Linked DNA regions of Zea mays: region 2 is linked to region 1. Evidence: chromatin contacts called from public ChIA-PET data. All regions are on one chromosome and are shown on one strand. The core of a region is the stretch at or near the end of the contact, and the rest is flanking DNA. Distances in the headings are between cores, read along the strand shown.

Region 1 (5,510 bases), core at 1,343-3,842:
CCAAAATCTCTCCGGCTGCCACAACGGCATGTACTTAGGGCACTAGCTCTCCTCCGCTAGACACGTAGCACTCTGCTACACCCCCCATTGTACACCTGGATCCTCTCCTTACGCCTATAAAAGGAAGGACCAGGGCCCTCTTAGAGGGGGTTGGCCGTGCGGGTACGAGGATGAGACAGGCGCTCGCGTGAGGCCGCTCGCTCCCTCTCCCGCGTGGACGCTTGTAACCCCCTACTGCAAGCGCACCCGACCTGGGCGTGGGACGAACACGAAGGCCGCGGGATTTCCACCTCTCTCACGCCCATCTCCGGCCACCTCACTTCCCCCCTTCGCGCTCGGCCTCGCGTCGACCCATCTGGGCTGGGGCACGCGGCGACATTCACTCGTCGGCTTAGGGACCCCCCGGTCTCGAAACGCCGACAATTCTCCATAATATTTTTCCATGGATCTGACTTATGAGTCATTTTTATAAACCAATGTCAAAGATGAATCCATGTTTCTTACTTGGAAAACCCGAACAAACACCACTAGCACGAGGCGCTCGCGTTGGCGTCGCTCATCGACGATGAGAAGAAGCTTGGCGACTGTTAGTTCGACCTCTGGAAGCAGTCCTACGTGGTCGCATGCGCCGCTGTGTACGGCAAGCTCCGGTGCAGCCACCGCTTGGACACGGTCTAGAGCGGCTGCACCGCGCTGTCCATCGTCAAACAGGGGGACCTCATGTCATTGGCAATGCCGACGACTCTCGGGTTATTCTGGGCACCACAACCGACGACGACGCCATCACGCCGTCCAGCTCATCATCCACCTGAAGCCCAACCTGCCACGTAAGTCGCTACTGACCGACCATGAATTCTTGTGCGCTGGGATGACGGTCATTGCTGCTGTTGTGTGAGTGCCCTCGAACAAGATGTATGTACAAGAGTAACACATCCGGTGGTGCAACGACCAGGTGTACTACCTCGCTGATGAGCCCGGGGTGCACTTCATTTGGCAGCCCAACCAAGAGTCATCGGTACCCACAATGTCGCGCGCGTTCGACGACTTTTATATCAAGGATTATGGCGTCATCTCGGCGTCGGAGGTGACGCAGAGGATGACCGACAACAATGACCACTCGTCATCATCAGGGTAGCTTTTGTGCCGACTTGCCTTTAATTCTCTTCGTAAACACACACTTGCCTTTTTTGTTTAAACAAGCGTGTATGGTGGTGCGTGCCTGATGACTAACGATGTACGGTGGAACTTCTACCGGCAAGTGTGACACGTGCTCTCCAATGATGAGACTATGCAAATCGTGACATATATCGAAGTCTGCATGACACTGATGGTTGCAATGTAGTAGTGAAACAACTAAATTAAAATAACAAAATTTATGTATGGCTAGGATCACAAATAGATTATGAAACATTTTTCTTATAACAATATAAGACACATTTTGTATATAAGTTATCATGATATTATATGCTCCCGTTACAACGCACGGATACTCACCTAGTGATATACATAAAGTACTCATGCTTTCTTATTATTTTTATTTCAGATTATTTAATAGCTTAATTATTCAATAAATGATGGCATAGCGACAAAGCAGTCCAAATGACATGTTGCTATTCAGAGGTCAAATGGAGTCTTGGACTTCATTCTTTGAGTTGTTACTATTATTGATTTTTGTTTAAATGTTGAGTTACAAGTCGATAGTTGTTTACAAACGTTACAAGTAAAATAAACATAAAAATCTAATGCAATAATGACTAAGAGACGAAGAGACCTTCAACCGTTACTTTATACTCATATCTATTAGGGCAGCCACAATAATATAGACAACACACCATCGGCAACATTCATGTCATATATATACTAGATCATAGTAAATATTTGCAATGGTGTACATTATATATCTATAGCTATTTTGAGTGCTTAATACACCCTATATACCACCTAAGTTTCAACGTATAGTCCCACTCCAAATTCAAAGATAGCAACACTTTCTTTCTTTATTTAATTTATTCCCACATAAGATAGATACTGATATAGATTCCTTGTAGAGAGTTGACTGTACACTATTATAGTATTACGGCTGGCCAACAACTTCAATAGTTATGTAGATTTTAGTTCTCTAAATCACAAATTTAAGATGGTTCTAAATAACTTTAGGATTAAGATGTTGCTAAATAACTTTAGGAGTAAAAATGTGACTTATCCAATAGTTCTCTAGATATAGATTGCAGTTTTGTATCTATAAAAAAAATAGGTCACAAATGTTAACAATTAACTTCATTATCTACATAATGCAGTCAAAATTTTTTATTTAAGGAGTTACTAAATGGTTATCAAATATAGAGAGGAAATGGAGTTAGATAAAAAGTTGATAAATTTAGAAAGTTAATTTAAAGAACTGTTGAATTTTTATGTTGACTACCTGAACTACTGGAGTTGCTTTTGTCATTACTCATATCTAAGCAAGTACCCGTATTTGCAGCATTTGCAGCGAAGCCCCTGCATGCTCAAATCTATGGGCGTCAGCGTAAAATCCCCAAAGTAGCCCCAATTGTTCTTGACTTCGCTTGCATTCTATTCCACCGCTCACCACAAGAAGCCACCTCAGGCTCACGCCGCGGTTCCACACGAGCAAATCCCGCCGCTTCCTCCCCACGCACCCCTTCCCATCCTTCCCGAAGCACGAGGCGAGCCGGGCCGCCGGATATGGCGCCGGCGGCGCCGTACGGCGGGGCCGAGTCGCAGCGGCAGGCGGACCTACTCAAGCAGGAGGGCAACGCCTTTTTCAGGAAGGAACGCCTCAGCGCCGCCATCGACGCCTACACCGGGGTAAGCCTGACTGACTCCCCGCTCCCGGCGGCCAGGATCATCGGCCTGCTTCGCGTGTTGCGCGCTTGCTGTCCCAAGTAGTTACGTGCGCGTCATTTCCGTTACCCTGTTCGATCGATGCGCTGTGGAGTGAGCTACGACTGCGGCGTGCAGAGTTCTGTTCAGCGCGGCAGCGCGTTTGGTGCGTCCCTCTGACAATTTCTCTGAATCTATGCTGAATTATCCGAGATCGAAGTGGTCTGTGGTATTGGCAGTTTGGCACTGCTGTTCTGAATGTCTGACGTGACGTGTTTTTGGCTTCTGTGTCGAAGGAAATACTGTATTGAAGATGGTTACCTCTTGATGTAGCCTTATTTGTGTGCACTGGTTTGGTGGCCTGGTTACTGATTTTACATATTGCTTACTGCCATATGGAGTGGTTTGTTTGGTTAAAGGTTAAAACGTAAAACAGTGATGTTTGATATGTAGTTGAAAGTTGCTGTGCAACAGTGCAAGTCGCAGAGCATTTCTACCTTTTAAGATATTGTGGGGGCTAGGCGATGCTAACATGCTGGTGTTTGTAGTTCTCTAGGCAGTTAATGCTAGGCAGGGAAAGGGGGTGAAGAGGGTTTACTGGGAAAGGTGCAAAATTGAGTGGAGAGTTGATAGAGATTTTTTCCAATCTTTTGCTAGGGTGTACAAACATCATAGGCTTCTAACATTCATATTCTTGCAAACCACTGAATTATTCAAAATTGATTCTGGGTTAAGGAACATGACATTGGACAAATTGGTTTTAGCCACTCAGCTAAGATTATAGCTTACTACCTCTAGTTACCTGGGTAGTTGCTTTTGTCTGGCATTTCTAAGAAAATGTTGGCAGCTATAGTAAATGCACAAACATAGCTGAATCAATGAACACTAGATGCTAGTAAAACTCTTGTCACCTGCATTTCAGATCCTGTATATCTTGAACCTCCTTTGCTAACTTCAGTGCCTATTTTGGTTGACAGGCCATAACTCTTTGCCCAAATGTTGCAGTATATTGGACCAACCGAGCACTTTGCTATAGGAAGCGGAAGTGTGTAAAATTGCTAGTCCCTTTATATTGCTTCATATTATTGATCAATTTGGTGCACAATCTTAGTGTTTGCATCATATTATGTTCCTATCTAAATGGCAGTGAGTGGACTAGAGTTGAGGAAGATTGCAGAACAGCTATCCAGCTTGACAGCCAGTCTGTTAAGGTGAGTGGGTGCCTGGACTTGTCTTTAATTATCCTCATTTTTGTTTCCATCTGACTATGGTCATATACCAAACTATCGAGAAAGCACTCTGTGCACATATTCACATGCTAGCTGAATTATGCTTCATTCGGTATTGCGGGAACCAGCTTCTTTTCAAGAAGTAGGTGAAGTAAAAACTTGGTAGACATTTGATCCATGAATTTTCCATCGTTATCACATTTTTTATTATCTATTCACATTCACTCGTCGGCACACTACAATGCAAGTGACAACTAAGAATTAGCGCCAAAATGAAACTGTTATGATTCTGTATGCTAACTTGACTGTACGATTTAGCACAATATGAAACTGACGTTAATTTCACAACATCTAGTGATGGCCTGGTGACGTATGCAGTAAGATATATGCTTCATACATGTACAGGGTTTATTCCAAGATTCTTTGATTTCTTCAAGGGAGCATGTAATATATGTTTATAGCTACATCTTGGGATGTGATATTATGGAGTCAAGGGAAGGAACATATAGCCCAAATAAAATCAAACACCATAGAATCTGTTTGTTACTTGTTTGCAAACTTCAAACCATCTGAACTCTCTGGCTCTAATCATTTTGAATTGTACTTGATTGACTGTTGAAATTGAGGTGGCACTGCATTTCAGCATAGTTTTTTTTTCTTTCCTGGGTGAGGAAAACATCACATTTACTCCTAATCTGGTCTTAAGATGATAACTTGCTTATTTTGTTGGCAGGCACATTACATGCTCGGGTTATCTCTTGTCAACAGCCAAAGATTATCAGAAGGAATAAAATCACTGGAGAAGGTATCCCCTCCTTCCCAAGCATGTGTCTGTGTGCTTGTATTACTTTTCTAGTTTGCTGTTTTCACTTACAATCAGTTTTGAACACTTTTACCAACTATCAACAGTTACCCTCCAAATTTTTATCAAGCTGAGCTCCCACAGTTATTTGCTTCAGCTGCGCTCGCCTGTGTATAAATAAAATAGTGTTCTCATGGTGGGCTGACGATCCAACTTATTTCTTTGGTCCTAGCATCAAACTTTTGTGTATAAATAAAGGCCTCAAGCATGTCTTTGCTCCTGCTCCATCTTGTCACATACAATGTTAGTTGTCTCGGCACGGAATTGGTAAAAGAGCATAGAACACCACTTTTTTTTAAAAAAAATATTATCATCGAGATACGCTGTTCTTTTTTTTTCTATCTCGTAAGGACAACAGTTCTGACCTGAGTCTGAATTACGAGTAGCTGAACTGACAATTAGACAGCACATGCAAAAAGCAGTGAAACTATAATGTCTAGTGCCACACTGCCACCACCTTTAGTGGACTTGTCTATTTGGACAAATTATGTTGTTTGAGCTAGAAATTTAGAATCTAATTTCTCTCTATTCCATTTTTTGATGATGAACAAAACTTTTTTTTTCAAAACTAGTCC
Region 2 (5,408 bases), core at 1,989-4,488, 130 kb after region 1:
TAAGTTTCAATCTTGTAGTCATACTTATTTAGTGTAGATTGAAACTTAGCCTTTGCGGTAGAGATAGCAACACTTAGACAAAACCTAGTTTGCACATTCTAGTTTTGATTATTTGCATAGGTTTTGCTCTAGGGATTTAATTGTGGCCTAGTTTAGTAAAAGTTTTAGAAGTCCTAATTCACCCCCCCTCTTAGGCGTCACCCGTTTCCTACACCTGCCTTCCCCCGGAAACCCTTCTGGACTCCCAACGGGTCCAACCTTTCGATGGGTTTGTGTAGGGGCCACTACAACGCGAGGACATGGACTCATGCGGCGGACTTAGGTGTCAAGTTGCAACCCGAAATGCACATTGTAAACAGGCACCCAAGTACTATGGCCGACGGTTCGTGCATAGTAGGGAACCCAGGGTCGGGACCTAATCCTGCGGCAAAGTACTGAACCAAGAAGGGATCCGCAACCTCTCCCCCAGCAGGGAGGAATCCCTCAAGGCGATGGAAATATGCCAACCCGAGGGATGCCAACTTTGCTATAGCTGAAGAAGTACCCCTTCCTATCTTAGTAAGTTCAGTCCATAGAAGCAACTCTGAGGGGTTAAAATTTTCTCCTTTCATAATTAAATTTCGCATATGTGTACACCAGCCCGGTGAGGTCCGCCCACATAAACCCGGCCTGTTGGTTTACACCCATGCATATCAAGTTATAAAGAGGAAATTCACCCCCTCGGACACGTTTCTATGACAACTTTATGTTCATACTCCATGGATTTGGCCTACAATTTTCAGATAATATCTTTTATCTAACCCACCCGCACGGTTCCCATCTGTCGTGACATGACGACATCCGAATTGAGCAGCCAGACTTGCAGTTTAGGACCTCCTTTACGAAAGCTGGGAGGTCCGACAGCCTGGGGGCCGGTTCCAAAGAATGGGAACCCGTTCAATGGAGTGGTCCGGAGCAGTGTAGCCGCTTAGCCTGGTCCCGTACCGTAAGCCTGCATAGCCCACCATTCTGTGACGGGTGGCTTAGTATTTGGAGCTATAGTTCTGTGGGTCCGACAACCTGGGGTCCGGCTCAGGAAAATGGGCACTTGTCTCCTAGGGTGGTCCGGAGCCGTGTAGCCGCTTAGCCTGGTCCCGTACCGTAAGCCTACACACTCCACCACCCTGCGATGGGAGTCCTAGTATCTAGAGCCGCGACCCAAGGGGGTTCGGACACGCAACTTGGCCATCCGGACTAAACCCTGCGAGTCCCGAGCATGTATCAAAGGATAGCTAATATCAGACAGGGGACCCTATGGGTGTACTACTAACGCTCCCTAGCTGAAGTTGTGTACAGATCTAGATCCCGGCCGTGGCTGCCGCCCGGGAGTTGTTGACAACCCTTTCAGATACGCTGGTATCCAACCTCGACACATCAAGCCTGCATCCCAAACGGGGGGCCAGGTACCAGGGAGGAGCCAACAACATCACACACAACAGGAACATGCGGTACACTGATAAGTGCTAACACTGCTTGATAAATAGTACTCAAAAGTACCTTACAAAAAGCAAAAGTATTACATCCGCTTTCAAGCGGAATTCTAGTTCCATCTCTACTCTGCAGGTATAAACTATCAGACGCCAGCGGAGTTGCGCTGGAAGCTCGCGGCCACTGTCCTTGCGGAATCCTCCAGGACGGCGTATCAGCGGTGATGGCCACCTCAATGCATGCGCCATTCCGAAGAGGTCCTCGCCCTCGTCCTCTTACGGGGGACGACAACGAGGCCATTAAAGCCAAAGAGGTTAAAGACTGTGAAGTGATTCTCGAGAGGTTAAAGAGTGAGGAGTAGGTTGGGAATGGTGAGAAACATGTTTTTTGCTCCTACTTTCTAGTACAAAGCAGAGACTAGATTCATTCCGCTACGGTAAGCAGTTCAAATTTTTATCGTTTGACTCAGTAGAAATTATTCTTGCTAGGTGCAAAATTGTGGGAGCTCTGCAAAACACTGCCATTTTTTAATAATCGTCTAGTAAGACTTCACGATAAAAAAGCCCTGCTCAGCCGACCCATCGACAGTTCGACACTCCGCATACTGGTACATCCTAAGAAAAAAAATTATTGATTTTTAAAGAAAATTAGGATAATTTGGAGGCAGAGAATATTTTTCTTGGCGATTTTTTCTGCCTGTTTTTATCCCCGTGCGTAGGGATGGCAATGGGTCGGGTTCGGATCGGGTATGGTAAATATCCGCTCGTGACAATACCCGCGGGTATTACTCATACCCGCCCGCGACTATACCCGCGGATAGGATTTTGTACCCGTGCCCGTACCCATCGGGTATCAGGCGGGTATCGGATACCCGCGGGTATAATTACACTCCACATAAATTAAACACATGGTTGACAATATACAAGGTAGAAAAAAACAAGACATAATAAATCTGATTATTGTTACAGAAGCAAGCCTGGACAGCAACACATGATTTTCTTTGGAGTTTCTTTGGAGTTTGGACAACAACTTGGACAACAACACATGATTTGAGTCAGTCCGCCGTGAAGCCTCTGCAACAATTGGAGTCAGTCCGCCGTGAAGCCTCTGCAACAATTGGTAGCGGCTCCCAGTGCGCAGACAGCAAACGGCACGCACGGACAGCAGGGACGCCGGACGCAAGGACGCCCGCACTCGCCTGGTCGCTTCGCCTGGACGCAGGGACGCCAGCATGGGCAGCAGGGACGCCCGCACTCGCCTGGTCACCTCGCCTCGCCTGGTCACCTCGCCTGGATCTCGCTCCTCGCTGGCGGAGTGGCGATGGCGGGTGGCGGCCAGGTAGCTGGGCAGCCGAGCAGGGACGCAGCCAGCCAACCACGCAGGCGACAGTGCGGCACCGCGGCAGGGTCGACGCCGGCGAGGAGCAGGAGCGCTGGAGCAGTTTCTGCTTTCTGGCGGCTATGCGTGACTGCCTGAGGTGAGACCGTGAGAGAGAAACTAGGGTTCCTGGGTGATTGAATAAAGGATATTGGGCTGGGCCGGCCGATTTCAGGTGGGCTGAAAAAATGGAAACTGAAAATTTCAGATATCCGCCGGTACCTGCGGGTAAAATATTAAACCCGTACCCGACCCGATTTTATCACGGGTTGGGTATGGGTAAGACCCGCGAGTTAAATTTTGTATCCGAATCTGAAATCGGCGGGTCGGATATCCGTGGATACCCGAACCGGTGAGTAAAATTGCCATCCCTACCCCTGCGGCGCATTGCATCGTTGTTGACTTCTTATCCGGTCGCCTCTATCTCACTTTAGCCACACTTGTTCGTCGGAACGAAGCCCAACTCTATCTCCCCACTCCTACCGGCCTGCAGCTGTTTGCGAGGCAAGCGTGTCTTCTGCGCGCGCGACGGACGGCGCGAGGGCAAGCAGCGCCTCCGTGTTCCGCCCGTGCGAAGGGAGGGGAACGAGAGCTCCGGCGGCGGCCCCCGCCTCGCCCCATGTCTGTGCCTCTCGTCGGGTTGGCTGATACCCCTATCCCAACATCTTCTTCCCTCCCATTCCCATGGAGCTCCTCCCGGCTCCCTTTCCCTCTTTCCTCCCTAGACCCCACCAACTGCCTCTTTCCAGACCCTGCCATGGCCGCCTCCAAGAGCCCATCACGGCTGCTTTCGCGCAGGCTCCTCCCCTCGCGCTCCCCTTCCAAGAAGCAACTAGAAGAAGCAGCAGCTCCCATACCCCACGCCCAAGTACCCGTCCGTGCCCCCCCGCCCAGAGACCAACAACAACTCACCCGCTGCCGCCGCCGCTGCCGCCTGGCCCTTCCCCTTCCTCCGGCAGCACTGGCAGTGAGCGCCTGATTGTTTCCGAGACGAAGCTCATCACGGTGCACTCCTGCGCTGGGCGCCTAGGGGACGCTCGCAAGGTGTTCGAAGGAATGGCGTGCAGGGACCTGCTCGCCTGGTCGGCCATGATCGGTGCCTACGCCATCAGGGGCCTGTACGAGGAGGTCGTCGCGCTCGCGGTGGCCATGGTCAGGGAAGGGGTCATCCCGGACAGGTTCCTGATCACCCGGATTCTACAGGCCTGTGCGTACACAGAGGACCTGGAGCTCGGGACGGCGATGCATTCCCTGGCGATCCGGAGAGGTTTCATGGCGGAGGGAGCGAGGGACGTGCCCGTGGGGAACTCGGTGCTGGCCATGTACGTCAAGTGCGGAGAGTTGGGCCGTGCGCGCGCCGCGTTCGACATGATGGGGCAGCGGGACCTGTGCACGTGGAACTCGATGATCTTCGGGTGCTGCCGCTCCAACGAATGGGAAGAGGCACGGAGGCTGCTCGACGATATGAGGCGCCAAGGTACAGAGCCTGGGCTTGTCACATGGAACACGCTGGTTTCGAGCTACGCGAGGTCTGGGGAACTTGATGTGGCCATGGAGATGCTGGAGCAGATGGAGGAGTCCGGTGTTGCTCCGGACGTCGTCACCTGGACTAGCCTTGTGTCTGGTTTTGTCCACGGTGATAGGGGTGGCGAAGCACTTTGGTGTTTCGCGCGCATGCGCCTTGCTGGAGTCGAACCAAACGGCATGACAATTGCGAGTGCCATCTCAGCTTGTGCTAGTTTGCGGTTGCTGAGTCAGGGCATGGAGCTCCATTGCCACGCAATTAAGGTTGGGAGTGTGAACAATGTGCTCTCGGGGAACTCCTTGGTTGACATGTATGCAAAATGTGGAGAAATCATTGCAGCTAAGAGAGTATTTGATGAAATACCCGAGAAGGATATCTTCTCCTGGAACTCGATGGTTGCAGGGTATGCACAGGCGGGCTATTGCGGCAAAGCATATGAGCTTTTCTGTGAGATGGAGAGCCTTGGTGTTCGGCGCAATGTGATCACGTGGAATATAATGATCTCGGGATACATAAGAAATGGGGATGATGAGAGAGCTTTTGAACTATTTCAGATGATGGAAAGCTGTGGAGTAAAAAGGGACACAGCTTCATGGAATGCACTCATTGCTGGTTCGGTGCATAATGGTCATTCTGATAGAGCCCTGAGAATATTCTGGCAGATGCAATCACTCTTGGTGAGACCAGACTTCATTACAATATTAAGTATCATTCCAGCTTTTGCGAACCTAGCTGGATTTTGGAAAGTACGGGAGATCCACGCCTGCATTTATCACAACAATTTAGAAATGGATGGCAAAATAGCAAATGCACTCATCAATGCCTATTCAAAATCTGGTGACCTTGCTGGTGCTTGTGCTGTTTTTGATAGGCACTCATCAAGGAACATTATTTCTTGGAATTGTATAATTCTTGCACACTTGCTGCATGGTTCTCCAAGTGAAGCACTGGATCGCTTTTGTGAGATGAAACAAGAAGGCGTGCGGCCAGATCATACAACTTTGACTGCCGTAATCAAGGCCTATGGCCTCCAGGGAAA

The links. ChIA-PET counts read pairs in DNA pulled down with a chosen protein or histone mark.
Region 2: a contact with region 1 is called in an RNA polymerase II ChIA-PET map of seedling, with 5 times the contacts expected there. The contact joins the promoter of LOC103628968 here to the promoter of LOC100273449 in region 1. A contact is called at or near these places in 1 of 25 Hi-C or Micro-C datasets (leaf) and 1 of 3 datasets of contacts at active chromatin or transcription factors (seedling).

What each region holds. Positions count from the first base shown.
Region 1 is chr6:8,936,668-8,942,177 of Zm-B73-REFERENCE-NAM-5.0, forward strand. It overlaps LOC100273449, which reads left to right and starts at 2,593. Exons shown (of 8, transcript NM_001147886.1): 1 at 2,593-2,829; 2 at 3,822-3,889; 3 at 3,992-4,055; 4 at 4,807-4,878; 5 at 5,508-5,510. The coding sequence starts at 2,707.
Region 2 is chr6:9,066,225-9,071,632 of Zm-B73-REFERENCE-NAM-5.0, forward strand. LOC103628968 (pentatricopeptide repeat-containing protein At1g19720) reads left to right here and starts at 3,239. Exons shown (of 4, transcript XM_008650164.4): 1 at 3,239-5,408. The coding sequence starts at 3,529.